Linked DNA regions of Rattus norvegicus: region 1 is linked to region 2. The links are chromatin contacts, called in public Hi-C maps. All regions are on one chromosome and are shown on one strand. The core of a region is the stretch at or near the end of the contact, and the rest is flanking DNA. Distances in the headings are between cores, read along the strand shown. Region 1 holds the start of Wars1 (tryptophanyl-tRNA synthetase 1). Region 2 overlaps Slc25a47 (solute carrier family 25, member 47).

The links. Hi-C and Micro-C count contacts between places; a contact is called where the count stands out from the background.
Region 1: a Hi-C map of liver shows a contact between it and region 2, with 2.4 times the contacts expected there. The contact joins the promoter of Wars1 here to the enhancer-like site in region 2. A contact is called at or near these places in 4 of 12 Hi-C or Micro-C datasets (kidney, liver and prefrontal cortex).

The regions. Positions count from the first base shown.
Region 1 is chr6:133,567,978-133,573,349 of GRCr8, forward strand. Wars1 (tryptophanyl-tRNA synthetase 1) reads right to left here and starts at 3,668. Exons shown (of 11, transcript NM_001013170.2): 1 at 3,614-3,668. It also overlaps a transcript of Wdr25 not described here.
Region 2 is chr6:133,535,318-133,540,148 of GRCr8, forward strand. It overlaps Slc25a47 (solute carrier family 25, member 47), which reads left to right. Exons shown (of 6, transcript NM_001001509.1): 5 at 537-861; 6 at 1,199-2,058. The coding sequence ends at 1,479. Among named protein-coding and RNA genes, the nearest start is that of Slc25a47, 6.0 kb to the left of the region's middle. Within about 2 kb of position 2,609, at least 4 of the 93 cell types and tissues checked have an H3K27ac peak or open chromatin away from gene starts, as enhancers often do. A contact at or near this core is called in liver, where this site is marked.

The sequences.
Region 1 (5,372 bases), core at 2,418-4,917, 34 kb after region 2:
AGGACTCTAGGGATCCACTAACTCAGCTTTACCTGACTGGTGTTAGAGGAGGAGCCGCAGCCTGTGCTGGACCAGTAACTGAGCACCCTGACCTGGTACCTTGGTCTAAGTTCCTCCATGCATCAAGTCACCTGAGCCTCACCAGAATCTTGTGACAGATCTGTCCTGTCTAGGTCATGGATATAGAAGTATGTGACTACGTGGAATGTGCTACGTGACAGTATTCTTGAGGAGACATGAACAGCTATCTCCTCGCTTCTGAGAACAGATCCGATTAAGCCGAAGTCCACCGAAGTCCAAAGCGGTGAGCCAGTGAGTGCTGTGTCCCTCTGGCCCTCTACTCCACTTTGAACCAATGAGTCATTTAGATGACTCAAAAGCAGCTGTATCACCAAAGCCCACTCTAGCATGGGTGATGGCTTATGAGAGCTAGTCACCTGGACGGTACCACACAGCCCGAAGGCAGCTAAGGTGGTCTGAGCCTCTTCTGGGCAGCTGGGTTCCTCTGAGAGTCTCTCTCATCAGTCCTTATTGCTCATGTATGCTTGAGGGGAGGGAGGAACCTAGGGAATCTGGTTAGTTTCAGGGATTTTCTGAAGCTAGTAAGTTGTTTACTTTCTGAGTTTAATGAGCTCCCCCTGCAGGACAGGACATTTACTGCCTTCACAGAACATACTGTTGTGTTACCTCCCTGACAACGTCCTGCAGGATGGAAGGTTTCCACTGGAGGACAAAAGCTCAGGTGGTTCCCAGCCACTGTCCCCCACCTACCTGCCTCTGAGATGCACAGTGGAGATGCCACTTGTTTGTATTTATCCATTGGTTAAGTTTGTCCAACACTACCACATTCATACAAGTCAATGAACTCACAATACCCAAACTAGGACGTCAGGACAGCAGCCATTGAGAACCATCTTACCCGATTCCCACAAAGGGAAGTTTGGTGAGCACCTTGAGTTTCCTCTAGGTCTTAGACCTCTTATTGGGCTTCTTTGCCCATTGTAACATCTCCCCTTTTCTGGTTACCCCTGGACTTGCCTTTATTTACCCTGCTCCTTCACAAATGTGGGGCTCTGCAAAGACTGCAATCAGCTGTGGCCAGAACTGCACTCAACTCCTAGAAACTGAGTGCCAGGGGATGAGTGAGTGAGCCTGGGACAGCTAGTCTCTTTCCACTGCATCAGGAATGGGAGAGGACATCGTCAGCTAGGGAACCGGATGTGCGTTTAGGATCCGCGTTGGAGGGGAGCACCTATCTCGTATTATAACCCTGACTTGGAAGCGGCGTACAAACCAAATCAGAGAGAGGACATAACAGGTGAGATCTGTTTTCCTCACGCACGGTCACTGTTTAGTCAGGTGTGTGTGTGTGTGTGTGTGTGTGTGTGTGTGTGTGTGCATGAGGGAGAGAGGGAGGGAGACCAAGAGAGTGAGAGGCAATTTCTTGAGTGAATATTCTAGGAATGGTTGGAGCAAAGAAAACAGAGCTCCCACCTTCCTTCCTTCATGCAGTCACACACTTACCTCTGTCCTGTGTGACGAGCTCTCCCCATCCTCCTCTGTTTTTGTTTGCTAACCTTGAGAATTAAGCTTAACTGCAGAGGTGTTTAGCTGGGAGTTCTTGAAGTACAGCGACATTTGCACAGTCACTGGATGTTTACCATCTTTATGCAGGACTCCAAGATGCCAAAGGGTTAAGGGCAACATCAACCTCGGGTGAGAAGTCGTCTCTTTATTAAGGAAATGCTATTTATTTACCCAACTACTAATACAATATGGAAGAAAGAAAGAGGTAACAACCAGGAAGTCATCTATTATCCCCTGTAACAAAAGTACTGGGATTGTAAAACATCAATCTGCCAAAAACCCTGCGTACTGCAGAGCAAGCACAGCAGGTCTCTGAGGAGAAGCCCACAAAGGCTCCTCCACCCATAATTCCCCTCTGCAGGCCCTCTAACCTGTGGCTCATTTGGAAAGATGGCATTGTTCTAGATAACATGGTAGGCTCATAAAGAAAGGGGCACATTACAGTGTGAGCAGATAGGAAAGAAAAGGATTTTCACCACGAGGAAACCATCACAGGTAAGACCCACAGACGCTCCAGCCTGAGGGAGGAAGACAGCAAGATTTTAGGGGCAGGTTGGAAAGAGGGTGGTCTAGGAAACTTTCTAGATACCTCGGGACTGTGGTCTCAAAGAGTAGATAACAACAGTTTCAGATTGACATGATCGCAGAAGACAAAACCCCTTTAGAGCAAGCGGTTCTTTACACTCCTAAACTTAGGGATAGATGATGGTCTAGTTAATGAAAGGCTATTTTCCCAGCCAAAGGCATTGGGGATTGAACCCAGAGCCTGGAACATGCCAAGTAAGCCTTTTAATAATGGAACTACAAGCTCAACCCCACGAACACTACCTTCAAAGAGAAAGATGCTAATTTACAAAGACACATGTCCCGATAAGAATGCAAACGTATTCAGGTACTGACCACTTAAGGAGGCCAAGTCAGCCGGAGGTTTGAAGATGTTGCAGGGCAAGCTCTGAATGGGCACAGGCTGCTGGGCACAGGCTGCTGGGCACTGGCTACATCTACTGCTCAAAACCAGGGCACAACTTGAGTCAAATAGATGAAATAAATGCCTAACATCCTAATCCTGACACACGCTCTTCTCAAGTCTTCAACACTTTCCTATAACCACTAGAACAACAGTAAACAAGCTGCGAACCTAGCCAAGAAGGCAATACGTACTCTGGCTGTGTAGTCCAAGGGCCCCGATCACACTGGGCAGTTGAGCAGATGAGAATGCCCAGCCAGGGTGGAGGTCTTTAATACTCTCCCCATTTCAGTTTTTTTTTAAGTCTATTGTTTTTCTTTCCTGCTTTGCCACACCCTTTCAGTTTCACTTACTGAGGGGTTTCCTAGAAATCAATCAGGTTCTCAGAAACATTTTAGCCACCTGACCAGTTTCCTTCAAGAGCAAGTCCAGCTAGTAGCTAGCTGGGTGAGCTGTGGGAAGAGACTGAGACCAATCAAACTCTCAAGAGCCCTGAGCTACATGCCATTGCATCAGCTGTCCCTTTCTTCAGCTTGACCGTCATATGACCTCCCCACCCTCTTCTTTTCCCGCCCCTACAGCATCATTGCAATTGTGTGTAGTGTATTGTGTGACAAATAGGGCGGGCATATCACCATGTACATTCCCTGAGGCGTTCCCCCTCTGAAGTGGTGCACTGCAGCGGAAAGATGGGAACTCTGAGGTCAGAGAGCATCGGCTTTTAATGTTGGACATAAGCTTGCTATGAAACCGTGCACAAGTAGTGATCCTTCCCTGCTTCTCTCTCGGATTCCTCACCTATGAAATGGGCACCAAGAACTTTACAGTTTGTGTAGGGGACTGCTGGCGATCCTACAGGGCCCAGGTGGTGGGAAACGATGACAGACAGGGTGGGCGGCACCGCCGCAGCCTCCGGGTCCCTCGTGGTGCTAGTGCTCAGAGAACATTGAGTCCGGTTCCGAGCTGGACCCTCATGGCTCGGCGCCGGGACGTCAGGCCAAGGTTCCGGCGCCACCTCGGCATCCCTCCCTTGGCAGTAACCACCCTCTCCTCACTTACCGGCAGCCCCTGTTCGGCTCCACCAGTCAGCACCGCTGGTTCAGCCACCGGTACCTCCTGGGCGTCTGTGGAAACCCCAGCCGGCTGGAACAACTTCCGGTCCCGGAATACCGCCATTGGTTGTCCAGCCAGAGGCAGGGCAGAGCTCATCTCTGATTGGCTGAGGTTCCCGGCGTCGTGGTGGAACGCCACTGGGCGGCCCGAGTGCTGGCCGGACCGGTGTAGGGGTGTACCAAGCGCTTCCGTGTGAGTGGTGAGCGGCGGGCCCGGGCGGGAGGGGGCCGGGACCTGGCGGCCGCGTGCTTCCCGCCTCTTAGCGCCGGGCTCAGTTCGCTGCTCGCCTTCCTTTTCTTCCCGTTCATCCCTAGAGTGCTGTGCTCTGAACTCTTTACCCATTAGTGTTGACAGCTTGGCTAACTTCATCCTTCAAAACCTGTGTTTGTTTTTTTTTCTTTTTTTTTTTTTCCCCTTTCCCCACCGTGTATCCGTGGCCTCTGGGGCAAGATCCGTGTTTTAATTTCTGCTCACATCAGATCCATCATAGTGCCTAACATAGAGTAGAAAACTAGGACCCTTTTGTTGAACGGGAAAAATTTTGTCTTTCTTAACTTCCTCAACTCCCTGTCCCATCGGCTTGCAGTCTACAAATAATCTAGGTTGAGGGTTCTCGGACAGTGAACAAAAACACAGGACACCCTGCCCCACGTAACTTTGCTCCCTTTAGCTTTTTTAGTATTCTTAAGTACTCAGTACTCTTTTCTCCGTTAGCCTCTTCCTCTTGGTCTCACCACACCCCCTTTTCCCATGGCAGTTTCTGGACTTGAGTACAAAATGGCAACCCATCTCCTAAACTGTGTGCATCTCCCTCAGCCTTCTCCCCTCATGTGTGTTTTCTTGAATCACCCTTGACTCATCTTAATTGGCGTTGGTTCTGTTTTAGTCTCAGTATTGTGATCAGCTTGGTTCCTTCAACCTTTCCAGAGTGCCACACTGGTATAGTCTCTCTCAGCTCCATAAAAAAAGATAGTCTTTCGGGTCGGGGATTTAACTCAGTGGTAGAGCGCTTGCCTAGCAAGCGCAAGGCCCTGGGTTCGGTCCCCAGCTCCGAAAAAAAGAAAAAGAAAAAGAAAGAAAAAAAAAAAGATAGTCTTTCTAGATAGGTTCACAAGTAGAGCGGGGAATGTGTTTGTCTTCCTATAGCTTGTGAGTGTGCTGAGTGAAGGGCTTCATTTACTGTTTTTGCCTATGGTGGCAGATGTTGAGTGAGTGGATGAAATCTACGTGCGGTGCAGTGCATCAGGCGTCCAGTCTTGCTGTCATTCACTTTCTATCTCCTGTGGAGCTGACGGGCCACACTGTCTTCAGATCTGCTAGAGGCCTCTTTTGTGAGTCGACCCTGCAGATAACCAGGTAGCTGAAAATCCAGGCTGTGACTGAGCTCTGTATAACATGGTGGTGGGAATCTGATGGGTTCCACTCCAGGAACCAAGAGATTGGCCTCCGATCCCTGCTGAATATATAGAGGTCATATTATTTGCAGAGCATGGTTCTATCTGTGTGTAATCGGTCTCCAGTGGGATCTTAGTTTGGTTGGAGAGTGCACAGCTGGTTTTAGAAGTCCTTTTTAGAAGATGACTCAAAATGTGGGCATCATTACGTGCCTGGATTCAGCTGCCGGTGGGAATGATATCTGCAGGCCTTGGATGATGAGCAGACTTGTATGGCAGTGGGGTTCTTAGGTGAATGGTGCCATTAGGGG
Region 2 (4,831 bases), core at 1,359-3,858:
ATGCCCATGAAGGTGGAGCATCAGGGACCACAGATAGGAACGGGGAGGGCAAGTGCAGCTGATGTCCCTCATAAGCCAGGATGGAGCATGGGGAAGGCCCCAGCTCTTAGAGCCCCATGGGCTGAGGGGCTAAGTGTCACACCTACTGTACACGGTGCAGAGACCAAAGGCTTGAGCCGCTCTGAGCTGCCATCTCATCTGCAGGTGAGAAGTGAGGCCCACATGACTGCCAAGCCTTCCTTGCCTTTAGCAATGTGACTATCACACACTACTGTATCCATTACAGTCTTGGACTTAGTCACACTCACTTAGCACCCAGTAGGTGTTGAGCCAGTACTCTCAGATAGGAGAGAAGGAAGCAGAAGGCCTTGGCTTTGGCCTTAATTGGGCTGAGTTGGCTTTGAACTCAGCACCATCAAACCACTAGGACCAGCTAGCAGCCTCTTGGGGTCTGGGCTCTCCACACTGCCCTGGCGGGTCCTAGAGTATGTGGGCAGTTTGTAGGCATGTCCTACTCGGTTTCTTCCCTGTCCTAGGTGTTCCTGACGTCACCCACTGAGGTGGCCAAAGTCCGCCTGCAGACACAGGCCCAATCTCAGACACAGCAGCGGCGACCCTCGGCCTCCTGGACATCTGTGGCTCCCGCTTTGTGTCCAGCACCCACTGCTTGCCTGGAGCCCAGGCCTAAGTACAGTGGGCCACTACATTGTTTAGTCACAGTGGCCCGAGAGGAGGGTCTGCGCGGACTCTACAAGGGCAGCTCGGCTCTACTCCTTCGTGAAGGCCACTCCTTTGCCACCTACTTTCTCTCCTATGCTGTGCTCTCGGAGTGGCTCACCCCTGCTGGCCAGAGTCAGCCAGGTGAGTGACAGGCAGAGGGCGGGTGGGGTCGGCCCCAGGGCATGGGTGCTGGGAAAGGAATCTGCATCATAGAAGCATAGATTTAACCCAGGCAGGCTTGTTTGCACGCGGAGGTTTCTCAGGCTGCTTGTGCAGCTCACTGACACCTAATCAGGCTAAGCATTCTTATCTGCCTGCCTCATTTTTCAAGTAGGGTTTCTGAGGGGAGTGTGTGTGACTGTCCAAGGCCACAGTGACTTTGTGCTAGGGGGGTTTATCTCGACTCACTGAGTTCCCCTGGGCTGGGTCCTGTCTCCAAGAAGCTTGCAATAAGGTATGGCCACTGTCTCCCCTGCAGATGTCCTAGGTGTGCTGGTGGCTGGAGGCTGTGCCGGGGTCCTGGCCTGGGCTGTGGCTACGCCCATGGACGTTATCAAGTCCCGCCTGCAGGCGGATGGGCAGGGCCAGCAGCGCTACCGGGGCCTCCTGCACTGTGTGGTGACCAGCGTGCGGGAGGAGGGTCCCAGAGTGCTCTTCAAGGGACTGGCACTCAACTGCTGCCGCGCCTTTCCTGTCAACATGGTGGTCTTCGTGGCTTATGAGGCTGTGCTGAGGCTCACTCAGGGCCTGCTCACATAGGCACTGGTCAGCAGCATCCACGTTACACAGCAGCCGGAGGCAAGCTCAGGATCCCACAGGACTGTCACCCGAACAGCAGAGGGCCTTCTGTGCTGTGACTTAGGGGAGGCCCGAGTTTAGCCAGCCCAGTCGCTGACCACAGTCAGGGAGTTTCATCTGCCATCTGCTTGGTGGCCATGAGTCAGGATGGTGTGAGTCTTCTTGAGGACACGTGTGTGTCACTTGGGAGTCATCTGTCATCGAACAACTGTTCATTCCTGTTGGTACAGCCATGCCCACACTGATTTCAGAGCATTCCCTTGCCAACCCCTAACCCCAGTTCCACTCAACATTCACCGATTCACACTGTCCCCTTAGAGGGAGGCTTGGGACAAGACAGCAAGCTGGTTACATCTGGCTACAGGCTGGGCTGGTCCCATCCTAGGCTGCTCGAGAGAGCCCACGTTCTCACTGACCCAAGGAATCGGTGCAGGGTATCACCATCAAAGTGCCATACTGCCTGCAGGTGCTGTGCCGGTCACATGAAGGTCCTGGAACCTGGTCCAGGACTGGCTGTTAATAAATGTTTCTGTGCTTGCTCGGCCACATTGCCCTGTGGTCTGTGGGGTCCTAGCCCCTTGTGCTCATCCAGGGCCCTCATGAGGCCTGTCCATGGTAGGAGAAGAGGTGTGGAACTTGGTCCTGGTGGCGAAGGTGGACTAGAGTTCTTGCCTGGGTGGCTAGGTGCTCACTACGTAGAGGGTCACTGTGAAACCCTGCATAGCCCCGGGCTGGCTTCACTCCGTTTTACTTTCTGGGCTGTGTAGTCCTTATCTGTGTCATAGCCAGGCCAAACACCTGGCTAGAGCTCTGCACCGAGGATGGGAGGGTGCTGGGTACCTTACGAATGTCTTATGAGCCAGTGGCTTGGAGGGCAGGGTAGAGTTCAGTCTGTCCTCAGGCACATAGTGGAATTAGCCTGTGCTTCTGAGGTCCCAGCCTCCCTCTCCTGGCACCCTATGGCTTCCAATGATGGGACACTGAGAGTCAGGCTGGACTTACTACTGGGTCTTCAATAAACGGTCCTGTGGTAGAGCTGGCCGATTCCTGCTTTAGCTGTGCATGTTCAGATGCAAAGCCTGACCATGTACGCAACGCACCAACTGTCCTCTAGGGTGTGTGTGTGTGTTGGTCCAGTGAAACCTTCTAGTTTCTAGAAGGGACAAGATCTGTTTCTGAGTCAATTCCTGTCATGGAGGTCCCTGGACACCAGATTTTTTTTTTTTCCCCCCAGAGCTGGGGGCTGAACCCAGGGCCTTGCGCTTGCTAGGTAAGCACTCTACCACTAAGCTAAATCCCCAACCCCTGGACACCAGATCTCATACAGAGTCCTTGCCTGTAAGATCTCCCTCAATCTATGTGGTATCATCTCCTGGGCCTCTTCTCCGGGAAGGTCTTCTGGTCTCACTACCTGGGCACTCAGGGCTCCTCCCATGGAGCCTGGTTAGCTGGCTGGTTGCTTGTCTGTCCCATCCCCAGACTGGGAGCTATCTAGGACCTCTCGGCTTCAGGTAAAAAGGCAGTGAGGAGGTCCTGGCTGTGAGGAAAGCCAGAGAGCTTCCAGATAGGTTGGGAAGATACAGGGGTAGGACTTCAGGACCTGGGCATGTCTCCAGCTGTAGCCTGGAGGGAGGGCTGTCCCTGCCATCCTCTGCCTGCATCTAGGAGGGGCAGACAGATGCACAAGATACAGCTGCTATGGACTTTTGAAAAGCACTCTCTTTACCTCATTTGGGTCACATAGCCTCTGTGTTCTCTTTCAGTTTCAGTAGGGTTTTTCTTTAAACAATTTCAGCTACTCTGTAGACTTCAGAGCTGTTCTGCACACACGCTCCCGCTCTGCTCGCATGCTTCGAACACAGACTTAGCACCCCACGTCTCTTGAATTAATCCTGACGCCCTGTGGCTTTAGTTCCTGAACTTGAAAGTTCACCCAGCTTAGGGAGGTAAACATGCTGGCACATTCTGGGCCAGCACCTGGAAAAGAACAACTAATAAAACGTCTTCAAAATCACCAACCCTGACCCTGTCAGCTCCACTGGCGCCCACTTTTGTGTCTCACTTTTATTTTTTTAGTTTTAACTTTTTTAGACAGGGTCTCACTATATAGTTTTGGCTGGCCTGGAACATGCTGTGTAGACCAGGACGGCCTCAAACTCTGACATCTGTTTCTGCCTCCTGACGGCTGAGACTAAGGATGTGAGACACACTTGGCATGTTGTGGGAGGTTAAGCGCAGACTCTTGGCTCTCATGTTCCATGTTCATGGGGGTCAGGGCTGTGCTCTGGTTCCTGTGGATCCCAACTCCTGAGCTGCTACCTAGTCCAGGCTGCCACTGGAGAAGGAAGTGACTTAGCAGGAAGGGCCTGGAGCTTACTCTATGGCCCAGCTGATTTCATTCTCATCGCCTTCCTGCCTCAGCCTCCCAAGCGCAGGGCTTTTAAGTGTTACCATCCCAGAAGCAGTGAAGTCAGGGAGGAGGAGCCGGCTGCAGAGCCAAGGGCCCAGGAGAAGGGCCAATAGTGTAACTCTGGAGAATTTCACCATGGCCTGCATACCCCGGATATACCATCTAGATGGGAGCTGTCACCTGCTCCTGTCAGAGGGGCTCACACCCCCATCTGTGTGGTATAGATGCCACTCAGAATGAAGCTGTTCTTCCTGGAATTCTCTGGACCACAGGGTTTTGGCAAATGAGGCAGTGGGTGTTGCAGACATGCAGGTACCCTCACTGACAGGCAGCAGCCTTGGACAGCTCCTCTGTGCATTCTTACATGGAGGAGATGGAGCTCCCAAGAGGCCAGGTGGCTCACCCAGTTGTGGCTGATGGGGTGGGAATGGCCTGGGTACTCATTCCTCCCTGGGCCTAGGACCCCACCTGAGCTGGCAGATGCTCTGGCTGGTAGACAATGACAGAAATGTCTCTCCCCTCATCTGCACACCAGAACATTCCATGGGTACAACGGTGCTTCAATGCCGGGGCATCATGAGTGGCACTGGTTCGCCACCTTTGGCCACAGCTAGCCAGGTGAGGTGTTGGCAGGGAAGTGTGGCCAGTCTAGTGGGATGGGGCCTTGGGAGGAGCCCGTGTGAACCTCATGCCACACTCTGGCACTCTCATAGGCTCTGAGTCCAAGCGCTTGGTTTCCCCGGTGCAGATCTTGGTGTTCTCAAGACTAAGTCAGAGCAGAGTGCTCAGTAACACATTCACTGGGCTTGGACAGGTCATGCTTGCCTCTTTGCAAATGCGGACGGGTGGGTAAGGTGAAGCCAGGTTCCACTTATGGCTGGGTCTCCTCTGCACTGCCGGTGG